2 separate regions of the Sus scrofa genome follow, and region 2 is linked to region 1. Evidence: chromatin contacts called from public Hi-C data. All regions are on one chromosome and are shown on one strand. The core of a region is the stretch at or near the end of the contact, and the rest is flanking DNA. Distances in the headings are between cores, read along the strand shown.

Evidence for each region. Hi-C and Micro-C count contacts between places; a contact is called where the count stands out from the background.
Region 2: a contact with region 1 is called in a Hi-C map of liver, with 8 times the contacts expected there. The contact joins two enhancer-like sites. A contact is called at or near these places in 2 of 47 Hi-C or Micro-C datasets (liver and skeletal muscle).

What each region holds. Positions count from the first base shown.
Region 1 is chr6:107,115,222-107,122,817 of Sscrofa11.1, forward strand. No RefSeq gene overlaps it. Among named protein-coding and RNA genes, the nearest start is that of MIR133A-2, 120 kb to the left of the region's middle. Within about 2 kb of position 2,785, at least 2 of the 83 cell types and tissues checked have an H3K27ac peak or open chromatin away from gene starts, as enhancers often do. A contact at or near this core is called in liver, where this site is marked.
Region 2 is chr6:107,589,455-107,597,050 of Sscrofa11.1, forward strand. No RefSeq gene overlaps it. Among named protein-coding and RNA genes, the nearest start is that of GATA6, 310 kb to the left of the region's middle. Within about 2 kb of position 4,802, at least 9 of the 83 cell types and tissues checked have an H3K27ac peak or open chromatin away from gene starts, as enhancers often do. A contact at or near this core is called in liver, where this site is marked.

The DNA.
Region 1 (7,596 bases), core at 1,535-4,034:
TTAGGGAGTTCCCATTGTGGCTCAGCAGGTTAAGAACCTGATGAGTATCCATGAGGATGCAAGTTCCCTGGCCTCGCACACTGGGTTACGGCATTGCTGGGAGCTGTGGTGTAGGTCTTGGATGTGGCTTGGATCTGGCATTGCTGTGGTTGTGCTGTAGGCCGACAACTGCAGCTCTGATTTGACCCCTGACCTGGGAACTTCCTTATGCTTTGGGTGAGGTTGTAAAAAGAAAAAATAAATAAGTAAAGCCCACATATCCTTAAAAAATATATATGTGTGTGTGTGTGTGTGTGTGTGTGTGTGTGTGTGTAAAACATGTGGTTCACCTGAGAAATGGAATTTAAAACTATAGAATCCCACAAACCAAAATTAGTAAAAGGCTATGGAAATTGTAGTTAGGAGTGGGGTTTGAAATAACATGGACATTATTTTTTAAAAATTTTTTTATATTTTGTCTTTTTTTGTACTATTAGAGCCATGCCCACAGCATATGGAGGTTCTCAGGCTAGGGGTCGAATCGGAGCTGTAGCCGCCAGCCTACGCCAGAGCCACAGCAACACCAGATCTGAGCCATGTCTTTGACCTACACCACAGCCCACAGCAGTGCCGGATCCTTAACCTGTCTGAGGCCAGGGATCAAACCTGAAACCTCATCATTTCTAGTAGAATTCGTTTCTGCTGTGCTCCCCAATATTTGCATTATTGAATGACAGATGGTATTATGCTGTCATAGTGGCATTTGCTTGGCAGTTATATCCTTTTCTTGGGGATCAGCTATTACTGTTCATGCTTCTCACCCCACAGTCCTCTCTGAGGATTTGGGGGAGAGCATATGGAGGAGTCAGTGAAAACTCACAGCTTTTTTTATTTTTTGTTTTTTTTAGGGCAGCACCCACCCTAAAAATGTTCCCAGGCTAGGAGTCAAGTCAGAGCTACAGCTGCTAGCCTACACTGCAGCCACAGCCACGCCAGATCTGAGCCTCATCTGCGACCTACACCACAACTCACGCAGGATCCTTAACCCACTGAGCGGGGCCAGGGATCAAACTTGCATCCTCATGGATACTAGTTGGGTTCGTATCCACTGAGCCACAACAGGAACTTCGGAAAACTCATAGCTCTTAGGTCATCCTTTTGGATGCCATGGTCAGGTGGAGTGGTCAGGTACAGAAGTCCCCACCTTCGGGACTATGGCTTCACCGACAGAACAGCAAGTATAACATTTATGCTTATTTCCTGAGAGCAAAGCAAGTTTGGTCTCTAAGGTTGCACCCATATTTGTACATCAACTCCATATGAAATTGGCTCCCCGCCCCATGTAAATACTCCATTTCTACATTGGCTGATGGCTGTTGAGGATGGAAATGATCTGTTAGTAAATGATTATAAAGTACTTGCCTAATCAAAATGAGGGCTCAGTAACCCTTTGATAAGGCTGGGCTGAGGCAGGAGCTGGTCACTTGGACCCAGCTGGCCCTTTGTGAGGACTAGCCTTGGCAGGAATCCACGTGACAAGTGCCGTCTGTGTCCCCAGCAGTCCACACTGATTGGATGTACCCCTGGTCTGAGCCCAATGCAAACTGTGCAGAACTCAGAAAGTGCATAGTCCTTGGCTAATGATGCTACCCAGCCCTTTGGTCTGTTTTTACTAGCTTTTTAGAGAGGCACAAGGTAGTGTGTGCATTGGAGAAAAACAGTTTTAAATGATTAAAAACACTTCACCAAACAGATCTTTGCACAAGCATGTTCATAGCTGCAACTTTTACAATTGCCAAAAGTTGGAAACAATTCAAGTGTCCATCAACAGATGAATATATAAATAAGATTTGGTATATATGCACAACTGAATGTCATTCAGCCTCAAAAAGGAATGAAATTCTGATACACGTAAACATAGATGAATCTGGGAAACATTTTGCTAAGTAAAATAAGCCAGATACAAAGGGACAGATATTGGACGGTTCCACTTCTATGAGGTACCTGGAAGAGTCAAATTTGAAAGTGGAATATTGGTTGCAGAAGCTGGAGAGAGGGGAGAGTAGGAAGTTTGCGTTTAATGGGGACAGAGTTTCGCTTTGTAATGAAGAAAAACTTTTGGAGATGGATGATGATGGTGGTTGTACAATGTTGTAAATACTAAATGCCACTGAGCTGTGCACTTTAAAATGGTTAATTATATGCTATGCATATTTTACCATAATAAAAAAAAGTGTACAGAATTTCCCTGGTGGCTCAGTGGATTAAGTATGCTGTAGCATAGGTTTGATCCCTGGCCCAGGAACTTCCACATGTGCCTCGTGCCTGGCCAAAAAAAAAAAAAAAAAAAAGGACGTACATGACTCAAAGAATTTCCTTTGATGATTTCCATTTAAGTTAGGGGAAATCCTGAGTTCCCAAAGTGGCTTAGCGGTAATGAACCTGACTATTATCCACAAAGATGGGGGTTTGATCCCAGGCCTAGCTCAGTGGGTTAAGGATCTGGCATTGCTATGAGTGGTGGTGTAGGTTGAAGATGCAGCTTGGATCCAGCCTTGCTGTGGCTCTGGTGTAGGCCGGCAGCTGCAGCTCTGATTAGACCCCTAGCCTGGGAACTTCCACATGCCTAAAAAGTGCAGTACTAAAACGCTAAAATAAATAAAACAAAACAAAGTTAGGAAAAACCAAAGACTTCATTTTCAATTTGAGCCTCCCCTTCCCTTTGCCTCTTGATGGCTCATGTCCACACTGGGTGGCCTTTGACCCAGTGCCCAGGAACTAAGTCAGAGGCAGGTCATCCTGACCTCACCTCGTCTGTGGCCAGAGACAGGCTGACGTCAGGTGTTGGCAGAGCAGAAAGGAAGGAGAACAGGGGAAAAGGCCTCTAAGATCATAAAGAAGAAATTAACTGATCATGAAAGAATGACAGCAGCTGGTAGATGCAACTGGAACAGATCTTGGGAAGGACAGGAAGTGATCCCTCTGGATCCAAATGAGGCTGCTCTGGGGGAGGCTTTGTGAGGCTCCTGGAAGCAGCAGCCCCCGAATGGGCTGAGGGTGATTTGTGATGCTGAAAATGGTTTGGTCCAGAGCAGAGCTGGGAGCCGCCACTTCTGGAAGCAGTATGCTCTGTGCTTTCCATTTATTTGTCTCCTCTTGAAATTCAATCTATTTCCTTAAAAGAACTGGGCCTGCAGTTTCCGATTATAAATTGGAAGATTTGTGTCTACGTAGGTTCTTTCCTCGCTACTCAGAAACCTCTGGAAATTTGTTTCCTAATGGCTGGGGGGCAGAGCTAAAGTGATCTCTTCCATTGCCAAAGAACTTGGGCAGTAATCTGAACTTGCTATTCTGCTCTCAGCGGAAGGGACACCAAACATTTAGGTGCTGAGGGCTCCTGGCAGGGCGCTGCGGAAAGTGCGGGAAGCCCCTGGCACAGGGCACTGGGGATTTGCTGCTGTGGCAGGTAGCGAGGCAGGAAAGGGGGAGATTTTGACATTCCAGCCCCATTCACCTCCTGGTGTCTCTAGGATGTCACACTCAGACTTTTGTTGAATTCCTCTATGAAAACCAACCTTTTAGGATTCTGTGTGTCCCTCCAGCCCCATCTCCTGGCAGGTGAACATCAGTTTCCTTGAAAAATGTTTCCCCTGGAATTTCCATTTCAGGCACCAGCGAGGCTTACTTAGACCACAAACAACTCAAGAGAAGCGTCTGCAAAAGACACAAGCAGGCATTTCATAGAAAATAGATTACGTGTGGCCAAGATCCATTTAAAGAGATATCTGGTACTCACAGTGGTTAGCAAGATGCAAATCAAATACACTGTGACACCATCTTGCATCCTTCCAGTTGGCAAAAGTCAAAAAAGTCCAACATGGAGTTTCCATTGTGGTTCAGTGGGTTAAGGACCCAACATTGTCTCCCTGAGGATGTGGGTTCAATCCCTGTCCTCGTTCAATGGGCTAAAGATCTGGCTTTGCTGCAAGCTCAGATCTGGTGTTGCTATGGCTGTGGTATAGGCTGCAGCTCCAATTTGACTCCTAGCCCGGGAACTTCCATAGGCTGCTGGAGCAGCTGTAAAAAGAAAACGAAAGTCAGTACTAAATGTTGGAGAGGCAGCAAATCTAGAGAGAGAGCTCTAAGGCTTGGCTAGTGGGAGTAATTCATACAACCCATTTGAAAAGCTGAGTGGCATTGTTTCCTAAAGTAGAACTTTTACAGACTTTATGACAAAGCAGTCCCACTCCATGGCATGTACCAAAGAGCAATTCTTGCATAACAACAACAACAGTAACAGTAAAAAGGCATGCACAAGAATGATCAAACAGGGAGTTCCCATCGTGGCTCAGTGGTTAACAAATCCGACTAGGAACCATGAGGTTGTGAGTTCAATCCCTAGCCTTGCTCAGTGGGTTAAGGATCCGGCGTTGCCATGAGCTATGGTGTAGGTTGCAGACGCGGCTTGGATCCCGCGTTGCTGTGGCTGTGGTGTAGGATGGTGGCCACAGCTCGGATTAGACCCCTAGCCTGGGAACCTCCATATGCTGCAGGAGCAGCCCAAGAAATGGTTGTGGGTTCGATCCCTGCCCGTGCTCAGTGGGTTAAGGATCCAGCGTTGCCGTGAACTGTGGTGTAGGTTGCAGATGTGGCTTCAGTCTGGTGTGGCTGTGATGTAGGCCGGCAGCTGTAGCTCTGATTATACCCCTAGCCTGGGAATCTCTATATGCCATGGGGGTGGCCCTAAAAAGCAAAAAAAAGAGAATGATCAAACAGTCCTGTCCACCAGAGCAAAAAACTGGAAACGTCAGGAGAGTAGACGAATAAATATTACAGAGCAGCCCAATGTATGAACTTAACAATATATAGCAAAGTGAATAATTCTTTGAATATTACTAAGTAAAGAAATAAGTTTCAAAATATTACAAAGAGCATAATACCCTTTTTTATAATTAAAAATAAAAGTGAAATATATACCTTAAATATACATATACAGACCTTCCTTGAGCATCATTAAGTCAGGGACTATCTACAAAGTCAACACAACTATTTATAAAGGGGAGTGAGAATGTGGTTAATAGGGGATCAGGAAATCAGGAAAGGTGATGAGGGGTCATCGGGTTAAATGTGGTTTATTGTATAGTTGCTTGCTTTTATTTTGGGTGGTGGGTTGGAGGGTTCGAAGGTGTTTATTATACTGGCCTGAGAACATCTGCAAATTCCACTCATCAAGATTCACTTCTTTTTGCTTTAGGCATCCTTATCTTACATTAACATGCACATAGGGAGTTTCTGCCGTGGCTTAGTGGGAACAAGTCTGACTAGTACCCATAAGGACAAAGTTTCTATCCCTGGCCTCGCTCAGTGGGTTAAGGATCCAGAGTTGCTGTGAGCTGTGGTGTAGATCACAGATCTGGCTCGGATCTGACATTGCTGTGGCTGTGGTGTAGGCCCGCAGCTTCATCTCCAAATTGACCTCTAGCCTGGGAACTTCCATATGTTATGGGTGCAGCCCTAAAAAGAAAAAAAAATTAAAATAAAACATGCAAATAGTGTAACCACGGGAGCAGCAAAGTATGAGGTATGAGTCTTAAATGTGTTTTCAGAACCATTTCAGCTGTCTTTCCCTGTGTCTCTCCACAGATTTATGTCATTCCTTGTAACAGCTGTGTAGATTTACCTGCACCATAGTTGATTTAACTTTATTCTTTCACTGTAGGCATTTAGGTTCTTTCTAGCTTTTGTTCTTATAAAAAGATATTACAGGAGTTCCCACTGTGGCTCAGCAGTAACAAACCTTACTAGTATCCATGAGGACGCAGGTTCTATCCCTGGCCCTCTTCAGTGAGTTAGGGATCTGGTGTTGCCTGTGGTGAAGGTGGAAGATGTGGCTTGGATCCTGCACTGCTGTGGCTGTGGTGTAGGCCGGCGGCTATAGCTCTGATTCGACCCCTAGCCTGGGAACCTCTATATGCCACAGGTTGGGCCTCCCTGCCAAAAAAAAAAAGTATGTCATGGTGGGTATGACTGGCTATGGTAGGAAGCCAGCTTTTTATGGCTTTTTTTTTTGTTTGTTTTCTCTGAGCTGGCCCCATAGGAGGAATGGTTCTGTGAGCAGGGGCCAAGGGAGAGTAATGCTCACCTCCTGACCTTTAACCTCTGCCCCCTGTGTCCCAGTTGGTAAGGGGCAGAGGCTTGGTGCTTCCCTTTGGCAGCAGTAGGGGCACTGTCTCCCCATGGCGTCCCCTCTGCCCCTGGTCACCCGCAGGGTCTTAGAGCCAGGAACCAGTGTGAGCGCATCTCCTCCCCTGTCTCGGTGGATGTTCTTGGGATTTGTGAAAAGGCCTTTGGGAGTTATACTTGTAGGTCCACACTTACAAGTATAACTCCATAACTAATGGCTCTGGGGGAGCGGCTGGAATAGAATGTCACAATGTCAATAAAAGCTTCCTCCCTCATTCAGAAACTACACATCTCTGCTTTGGGATTCAGAATTTCCAAGATGAGGTTTCAAGCCTAAGGCAACACTTGCCACCTCTGCCCCTGTGCCCCCAGTGTCAGGAGGTAACTGTACCAAATGAAACATAAAGCGGCAAGACAAAAATAACTGGAGAAACTGTTAAATTATAACAACATACTTTATATCCTCCCTGTTTCTTACTCCATCCAACTGTCCTAAAAATAGAATGTGCCAAAAATAGAAACTACCACTCTCCTTATATAACTAGCTGGCCCCCCCCCCCCCCGCCCACCCCAAGCTGTGGGGACCCTGAGTTCTCTCTGCTCAGTGCTCCCAGCCGCTCTGTCTGTAGATAAGCCTGCCTGAGATCTCACTGCTCCCCTCTCTGCTCCCCTCTCTGCCTCCTTCTTCCCTTGCTGTTTCCAACACCCAGAAGCTCATGCTCATTCATTTGGCTGTGTTTCGTCAAGGCCCATTTACCACACCGACACAGAGTCTTCCCTCTTAGGTAAGGTTTTATTAAGATTTGGGGGCAACCATCTTCAGTGCTGCCTGGTGGTTCTGCCTGACGGTCTCTCCTGGACCTTGGTGAAGCCCTAGCTCCTCCTGCAGGTTTGAGAGCATGGCTGGTCACCACCACTCTACCTCCTGGGCTCTGACCTGGGGCAGTGGATTCTTCGCTGTTGTTTTATCCTTTCCAAATAGAGTGACTAGAAATTACGGCACTTGGTTTTCCTGCTGGTATAGAAAACTATAATAATGCCCAAAGTCAGGATGTGGTTGTGTGACCCCCTGGGCACCACATAACCCTTGGCAAGGTTGATGCACAGGCCACCGAGCTGTGTGGTGGCTTCTCAGGCCAGCTTGGACCTGATGGGGCCCATAGTCTTCTTCCTGAATGACAGTAGCTTCTGCCCTGTGACACCAAAAGCCAGAAGCAGGTTGTTTTAAAGATAAATTACACACCAGGGCCAGGATTTGAGAACCACTTTTCTAAACTCGGAGGCCTGTGGTGATGGAAGCGTGGGGTGAGGGCTTGTCGAAAGAGATTTAAATTAGGTCCAGAGATGGTCCAGACATGTCATCTCTCTTGCCTGTTAAAGAAGGTCTAGAGATGATCTGGCCTTAGGTATAACAAGGGTTTTAAGAAGGAGGTG
Region 2 (7,596 bases), core at 3,552-6,051, 480 kb after region 1:
AACTTAATGCCTGATTAGTTGGGATGGAAAGAGACATGACCTCAAGTTTTCTGGCTTAGACTATAGAATTACCAACTGGGGCAGGGAGTAGTTTGGGAGGAAATGTGAAGAATTCATTTCTGAACACAGTGAGTTGAAGAAAACCATCTAGGACAGCCAGATGGAGATTTCAAGCTTTCTCTACCACTCCATTAATTTCCATGTATGTTCATTTGCTCCCATTATTTTTGTCTGCCTGGAACACAGCCACCTTTGCTTCTAATAGTGACCAAACTTGAGCCATCTTTCTGAGTCCAGTTGAGTTCCTATGCTTCCAAAAAGTATCTTTGCCCACTTCATTCTTCTTACCTTCAATAGCACTTGTTATCAGTATTATATTAGAGCAAAGACTTGAAGCAACTCATGTTGCTATTCCACCTGTTTCATCTCTTATTGCATATGTGAATTCCATCTACTTATTCATTCACCAAATATTTAGTATAACCTATCCAAATATCTTGTGGTCTTGCCCTCAGAAAGCTGGCAGTCCTTTGGAGGAAGAGACAACACAACAGCAACAAGTCACTCTAGGCCTCTTAAAGGCACATGAGATCCATCCTCTTCTTTACCCTTTCTCATGGTGGCTTGCTTAAGCTATATGTAGGGACAACTTCAGCAAACAGCATATTAAGCAGAAGATTACTGATTTAAGCTTGCAGAAGAGAAAATCATAGCAAACCTTGGGGGAGGAAATGTGATGTCCTTCTGGGCCACCAAAATTCTCTTCTTATACAATGGCAGTTGTGAGAGCAAATAATGCAGACTGTCCCTAACATGTGGTTTTCATCCACTGGGCCACGTTAGGTCTGCTCATGCCAGGCTCACACTCCAAAAAGGCAAAATCTTATCTGAAGCTCTGACATGACAGCAATTGTTTGCTCTTGCAGGGTGGACTTGATTTTTAACAGCAGCCCAGAGGAATTCCAGTCACAGCAGTAAAGACCCTTTCTGTTCAGATGCTTGAGGCATGAGAAGCGACTTCGTGGCAAAGCAGAAAGGAGTCAGGAGTGGGCAGGGAGTTGGAAAGGCACATGAAGAGTTGTCTTCAGGCTTTGGATCAGCCCTTAACTAACTGCTTTGACTTTGGCAAGCTGATCCCTGCTTCAGTGCCTAATTCATAAAAGAAGGTGGCTAAAAAGGTGATATTTCAGGATCTTTTGTGTTCTTCTCCATATGTGATTAAAAAAAAAGTCTTCAGAATGATAGGCGCTCAAAGTGAGTTCTCTTGTGCCCCTATTATGTCAATGGAAGATCCAGATGTAGAAACTACCAGCTTTAGAAGTTAGGCAATATCGGGGTGTGTTGTCAAAAGGAGTTGTCTTGGAGAAACATGCACTTTTCCAGTGCATGAGTATGGTTTATCGAAAGGGCCTATGATGCGCCTGTATTGAAATGCTGTTCTGAAGTCGTTGCCCTGGAGGGCGAGGGCACCATGGATCAAGTTCCGGCCTAAACTCGCTCCTGAGGAGGCTCGGGACAAAGTCTGAAATCTTTCTAGATGTCAGTCTTTTTAATTAAAAATAAAGGTTTCTCTTCCACTTTTCATCTAGCTCTCACATTTTATATCTTCTCATGAATTGTGTGTGTGCACACATTGGTATGTGTGTGGATTGTGGGAAATGCTTTGGATAAAATTGCAAGCTCTTCTAGTTTTCCTAATGACAATGTCTGACAATTTCTAACAATCTGAAAACATTCTCTGCTTTCTTTAGTACACCATAGAGTTGTGAAAAGCACATAGGCTTTGAAGGCTGAGACACCTGGATCCAAGGCCCACCATTGCCACCGCTGCTTATTGAACAAGTCACTTCTGATTCAAAGTTCTCTTTCATCCTCCAAAAGCTGCACATTATATATCACCAGTGTATGTTTTTGTTGTGATAAGTGACTGGTACAGTCCATCTTTAAGGTGATAACTCTTACAATGCCTGCAAGCTTAATAAAGACATTTGAGTTTACTGATGAAATGACTAGTGGATGAACAGTGAAGTCATTTTTTTTTGGGTTTATTCTAAGAAAGAATGAGTTAACTTCTCCATGTAGGAGGAAAAAAAACAAATGCACAAACTCTATGGGCTCGGTTTCTTTGTTTATAAAATCAAGGGGTGCAGCAGATGATTTTTAAGGTCTCTCTCTGAGTCTATAATTTTGGCTCATAAACTGGATCTGGATGTAATTCCAAAGCAATTCAAAGAGATAAATTCCAAAATGGGGTTTTAAGTATAGCAGCATCATAGTAATAAATTAAGTATGACTACTTTAGGGGACAATATTCATTTGGATGTATAATTCAAGTCAGGTTATTTTAATAATACATATTGAATGCTTACTTTGCTACATTCCAGTGCTTTGGTAACATTTTGTGGTTCCACTTCAGACATGTGGGAAGAACAGGAAAAGATGGCAGAAATAGATGGAGACAATAGGAGGTAGGAGTTTAAGACAAAAGCGAAGTGATCAGGCCAGGCTGGTTCTGTCTTCTCTTGGCTGGACGAGGACTTGATTTTATAGTATGTCTTACTTTACACAATGAATCTATTCCTGAAAGAAGCTTAGAAACATTTGTAAATTGAATCATGTCTTAAAAGTACCATAGCTGTGTCCTACTGAAAACACTTCCGTGATAAAGCTTTTTGTAAAAAGAGATGTTATTCTCTAATTCTAAATCTATATTGGATCTGCTTAAAGGAAAGTTCAACTCTAGTTCTTTTCCTGGAGAGGAAAAGTGATGTCAAACTACCCTGATGAGGTCCCGGTGTGGGAACAGCCTGTCTGGCCTCCTGGGCTCTCTGGGGAGAGTAGATAGAGAGAAAGAATAGACACATATTCCAGAACTGGACTTTGAATGGGCCTTTGGCCAAACTTGGCCCAATTTCTCAACGGAGAGAGAGCACTGACCAAAACTGAATGCTGACTCAAAGCCAACTTGCTTTGGACACACTGTCCTCTGCCAGGGAAGCTCAGCACCCTCTCCCTGAGGTACTTACCCAGCCAGGGGAAGGAAATGCTGGGACAAGCAGCTTTGCTCTTTCCCCTTCTACCTCTGGTTCCAGCTTTTGTGCAGCTCTCACAATTCGGGGAGGGGGAAAGGAGGGGAGAAAAAGACTGGCTAGTGGAAGGAGAGGCAATAGGGCCACCCATGAAGATGCTGGGCTTAGAGAAAGCCAGGGAAAACCAAGGGGGAGTCATTGTGTAAGAAGAAAATTTGAACAACTTGGGGACTAAGGAAAAAATGAGGAAAGGGTTCAGGGCAACCACATGAACACAAAGGAAAAGAGGAGGAAAGGAAGAATCCCAGGATGGAAAGTGAACTGGGAAGAGATACAGAGGAGGCTAGATCAAGCTGAGAGCAATTTCAGGTGCTAATTCAGATCCGAAGCTCAAATCTTTTTGATTCAGAAAAATGTCCTGTGATTAACCCTTCAATGTGAAGCCTAGTGTGTAGAAATTTCCTTTAACTCTAGCTTCTTTACATACATCTGGGATGATGAGAAATTTAGGCATGATAGTTCATTTTCCAGAAAGATTCATGGTAGGATTTCTAACTCTGCAGAGGCTGCATTTGCAGAAATTATAACAAGAATGGCTTGTTAAAGTGTTGATGAGGGTTGAAGAGGAGGGGTGAATGTTCAAAATCAGATTGCCATGCAATTTGAAATCACTACTTTAGTTTTGATGTAAACATAAGCAATTTTAGAATTGTATTACTAAATTACTGGGATACCAGGCTTCCAATATCCAACATGCCATTTCCTGGAGGAGCGCAAGCACAGAGGACTCAGAGCTAATTTGAACATCCATGTCACTTCTCCCCTTATAGCTTGATTGACAGACTAAAATTGTTTGTACGAATCTTAGTTCTTTTCACAGTACCTGTCTTCCTGGAGGTAGATTCCAGGTAGACTCGTCAGGCAGAAGAAACACATGGGAGCAGAATCAAATAGTTTAAGCAACCCACACATTATGGGAACCACCTTTGGGAGATAACCAAAGGTAAGAGTCAACATATTTAACTGCTAAGTCATAGGACCAGCCAATCAGATCCTACCCTGGACACAAACAGCCCCTATCAGCCCCGGAGATAACACTCCCACAGCAGCTGATCCTTCTTCACAGAGTTGTTTGCACACTTGCAACTATGTGCCTATTCAGTTGCTATTATTGGTTCAATATCTGCCTTCCTCTCCAGACTGTCTGCCTAATGAGGGGTTTCCCTAGGTCCCCAATGAACCTTTGTGATCAGACACCAGTGACCCAGGTAGAAAAGACTTCATCTTACTGTATTGCGGCCAACTTCAAAGAAGTGGCATGGAAGGGTGGAAAAGTCCTTGATATTAGGACAGCTGTGCTCATGTCCCAAATTCGCTGTTGACTCATGTGATTTTGGTCAGGTCACTTCCCTGTCTCTATTTCTGACTCCTTTGCTAGGAAACTACAGGACCAGATTTGGTAACTTCTGAGGCCAATTCCAGCTCTTAGAGTCTGCGATTCAGCTTGCTCATTAAGTGGACAGGGGAGATTTATCTGTGACCAGAACAAAATGTTAGGAACCAATGAAAGTTGCCAAATACCATTCAGAGAAAAAGTGGGAACAGGATTTTGTATGAAATGTGCTTGGGTTGCACAATGCAAATATCACTTTGGTGAGAGAGGAAGGCCACGGGATATGATTACTTGATCTGCCACCAAGCTTCCTGCACAGCCCTGCAAGCTTTGCAAGCCCTGCAAGCTAAAGATACCTATCACTCTTGTTCAAGGTCCACTTCCTACTGAGTTGTCACACTGTTGAATTATTGCTGAGGTGAAGTCCAAAAGGGGAAATATTTTGCAACCTAGGGTTGGACCCTGGAGCTCGACGATCATGACTGATACATATTTTCCCAGAAACATCCAGGGCCACACTGAGGAGCCCTCGTACCTCCGTGCACCACTTTTGTGAGCTCACCCTGACAGTGGTGCTGTGGTTCCCCAAGCATTTTCCCAAACAAGCAAGTGAAAACATTTCCTTTTGCCTCTATTGGAATCATTTCTTTTCTTTAATTATGCATGAAATGAACAAGACTTTTTCAAAAAATAGCTCAGTTTAAAAAGCAGTTTAGAAACAAGGTCATATTTGTCTTCACAAGAAGAGTCATCAGTGTATTAAGCCAGAGATTCCTGAATCATAACACAGATGCTGCTCTGACAGTTGCTGAGTTTTAAAATTTCCAGGATCCTCAGAGAGTTCTTCTTTATGGGGGTATTGGCATGCTTGCAATTATGTCCCTAATCACTTTTGGTAATGCTGATTATGACATGATGTGTTCAAACACTCTTAGGTAGATATTCAAGAGCCCCAGCTTTTCCACCAGTTAGTATATGAGCCTGAGCAAGTCCCTGCCTCTCTGAGTCTCTGTTTGCTCTCCTGTGAACTATTCAGCTGGACATCCAAAGTTTTGAGCTCTACAGAGAGCCTCTGAGGCCTGGATGGGAGGACCTCACCCTTCTCCTCCCACCAAGAAAGAGATGGGGACCTGGGCGTCCATACCCAAAGCTCTATTCTTTCCTTTACATATATTCAGAGTTTGCAGAAAGTTTCCCTGAGGAAAGGACACTTCTGCTTATAAAGTGTTTGAAAAGCACAGGATTTGGAGTTCCCCTTGTGGCATAGCAGAAATGAATCCAACTAGTCCATGAAAATGCGGGTTCGATCCCTGGCCTTGCTCAGTGGGTTGGGGATCTGGCATTGCTGATCCAGCTGGCATAGACGCAGCTGGATCCTGCATTGCTGTGGCTGTGGTGTAGCTCTGATTCGACCCCCAGCCTGTGAACTTCCATATGTCACAGGTGCAACCCTAAAAACAAAACAAAACAAAAAAAAAAAAAAGAAGAAAAGAAAAAGAAAGAAAAAGAAAAATGCAGGATTTTATAACCTCTAAACATGCTCTCAATTGTAAAAGATGTCTCCTGAGTTCATGTTCACATATATTTGTGAACTCAGGTCTATACACGCTTACACACACACATACCCTCCACAGGGCAAAAAAAATAAGATTGTGTCACATCCCATGGATCATGTTGAAAGGAATCCTGTGTCATTTTCTCTTCATGCCCCAAGGAAGTCCCAAGATGTTGCTGGGAGATGGGGAAGCTCTTCATGTGGCTGAGAATTCAGCTGAAAATGAGTCAGAGGTGGAGCTTTAGCTTTTAGAAGGGAAGCTGAGGACGCATTTGACTATACCTTAACTTTATACATGAGGAATCTAAGACTTGGAGTGACTTGCCAAGGTCATGTAACAAGTTGGTAGTGGAGCTGCTATTATAGGTCAGGTCTTTAAGTCCCTCCCCAATGCCCTTCCCAGTACACTGTGCTCTTAGGAAGAGATGGCACTAGAATGGGATATTTGGATATCCTGTATTGATGATTCAAAAAAAAAACATTTTACCCACCTTATCCACCTCTGTGGTATGGGATTGACCTTTAGATCTGGCAAGACCTTAAGAAAATATTGCGTGTGCGTGCACACACACACACACACACACACACATACAGAGGCATTTTGCCCAGGGGATAAGGGGCAATGTAAAATCTTTGGCAAGTAAATACTTCAAAGCTTCAGAGGGTTTATCTGAAGAAGACTTTGAATAGAGTGCGATGTTTTATGGCTTCTCCTAATCCCCAGCAAATGTGCCTTGCTGAATAAGCAGAAATATTTTTAATGACTGCTAGAGAGCTACAGGCATAGATCTGTGACTAGAGCTGGATTTCCTGGGACCCTTAGTCTCCTGCATTACAATCTTGGAGAAAGAATTTGTATCTGGTTCTGCACTAATGAATTTGGAGGGCCCAAGGCTTTTCCTTCTAAAAGTTGTCTGAAAGTTACTCTTTATTCAGTCCTATCAACCATGACTTCTATCACTGCTAACAACTTCCACCTCTACCTCCACCAGTAATAATACCTTGTCAGTTCATCTTAGCCTCACAGTATCCCAGGGAGGTATGTCATATATGAGTCCAAAATTCCTTCTCCAGTGGGAAACGGGTGGTTGGCCAGCACCCTAAAAGGGTTCAGTATAGCTTGTTGAGTTCAAGCTAGGAGGACAACACATGTCTGAGGAAGACGAGGGGAGTCAGGTCAAAGTGTGGGATACTAGAGGTCTAGAGAGACAAATGTGGTTCAAGATTCAGGGAAGGAGACTAACAGCAAGCTGAGTCCCTGGAAGCTGAGGGGCTATGAAGGTAGCAGAGCCTGGAGGTCAATGTTGGGGCTCTCCCAGCATTGTTCTGTTGTGGCCCCTGCCTTTCCTGCTTCTGGGGCCTCTGGGCAATTATACCCCAGGCAGCAGCTTCAGAAGGGTTGGAATTATGAGAATTTGTTCAGTCATTCGGATCTTACACTCAGCTGGTTGAATGAGCAAAATGGGGCATTTTCAGAGAAGGCAAGACTTCAGGTTCTAGGCTACAAATTCAAGAACTGTGGCTTTTTGAGGTCTCTTTCAGGCTCACACTGGGTCTCCTGACCTTAACCTCTATTTGCAGCAGTTCCACATTAGAAGAGTTCATGACATGTCCTCAGT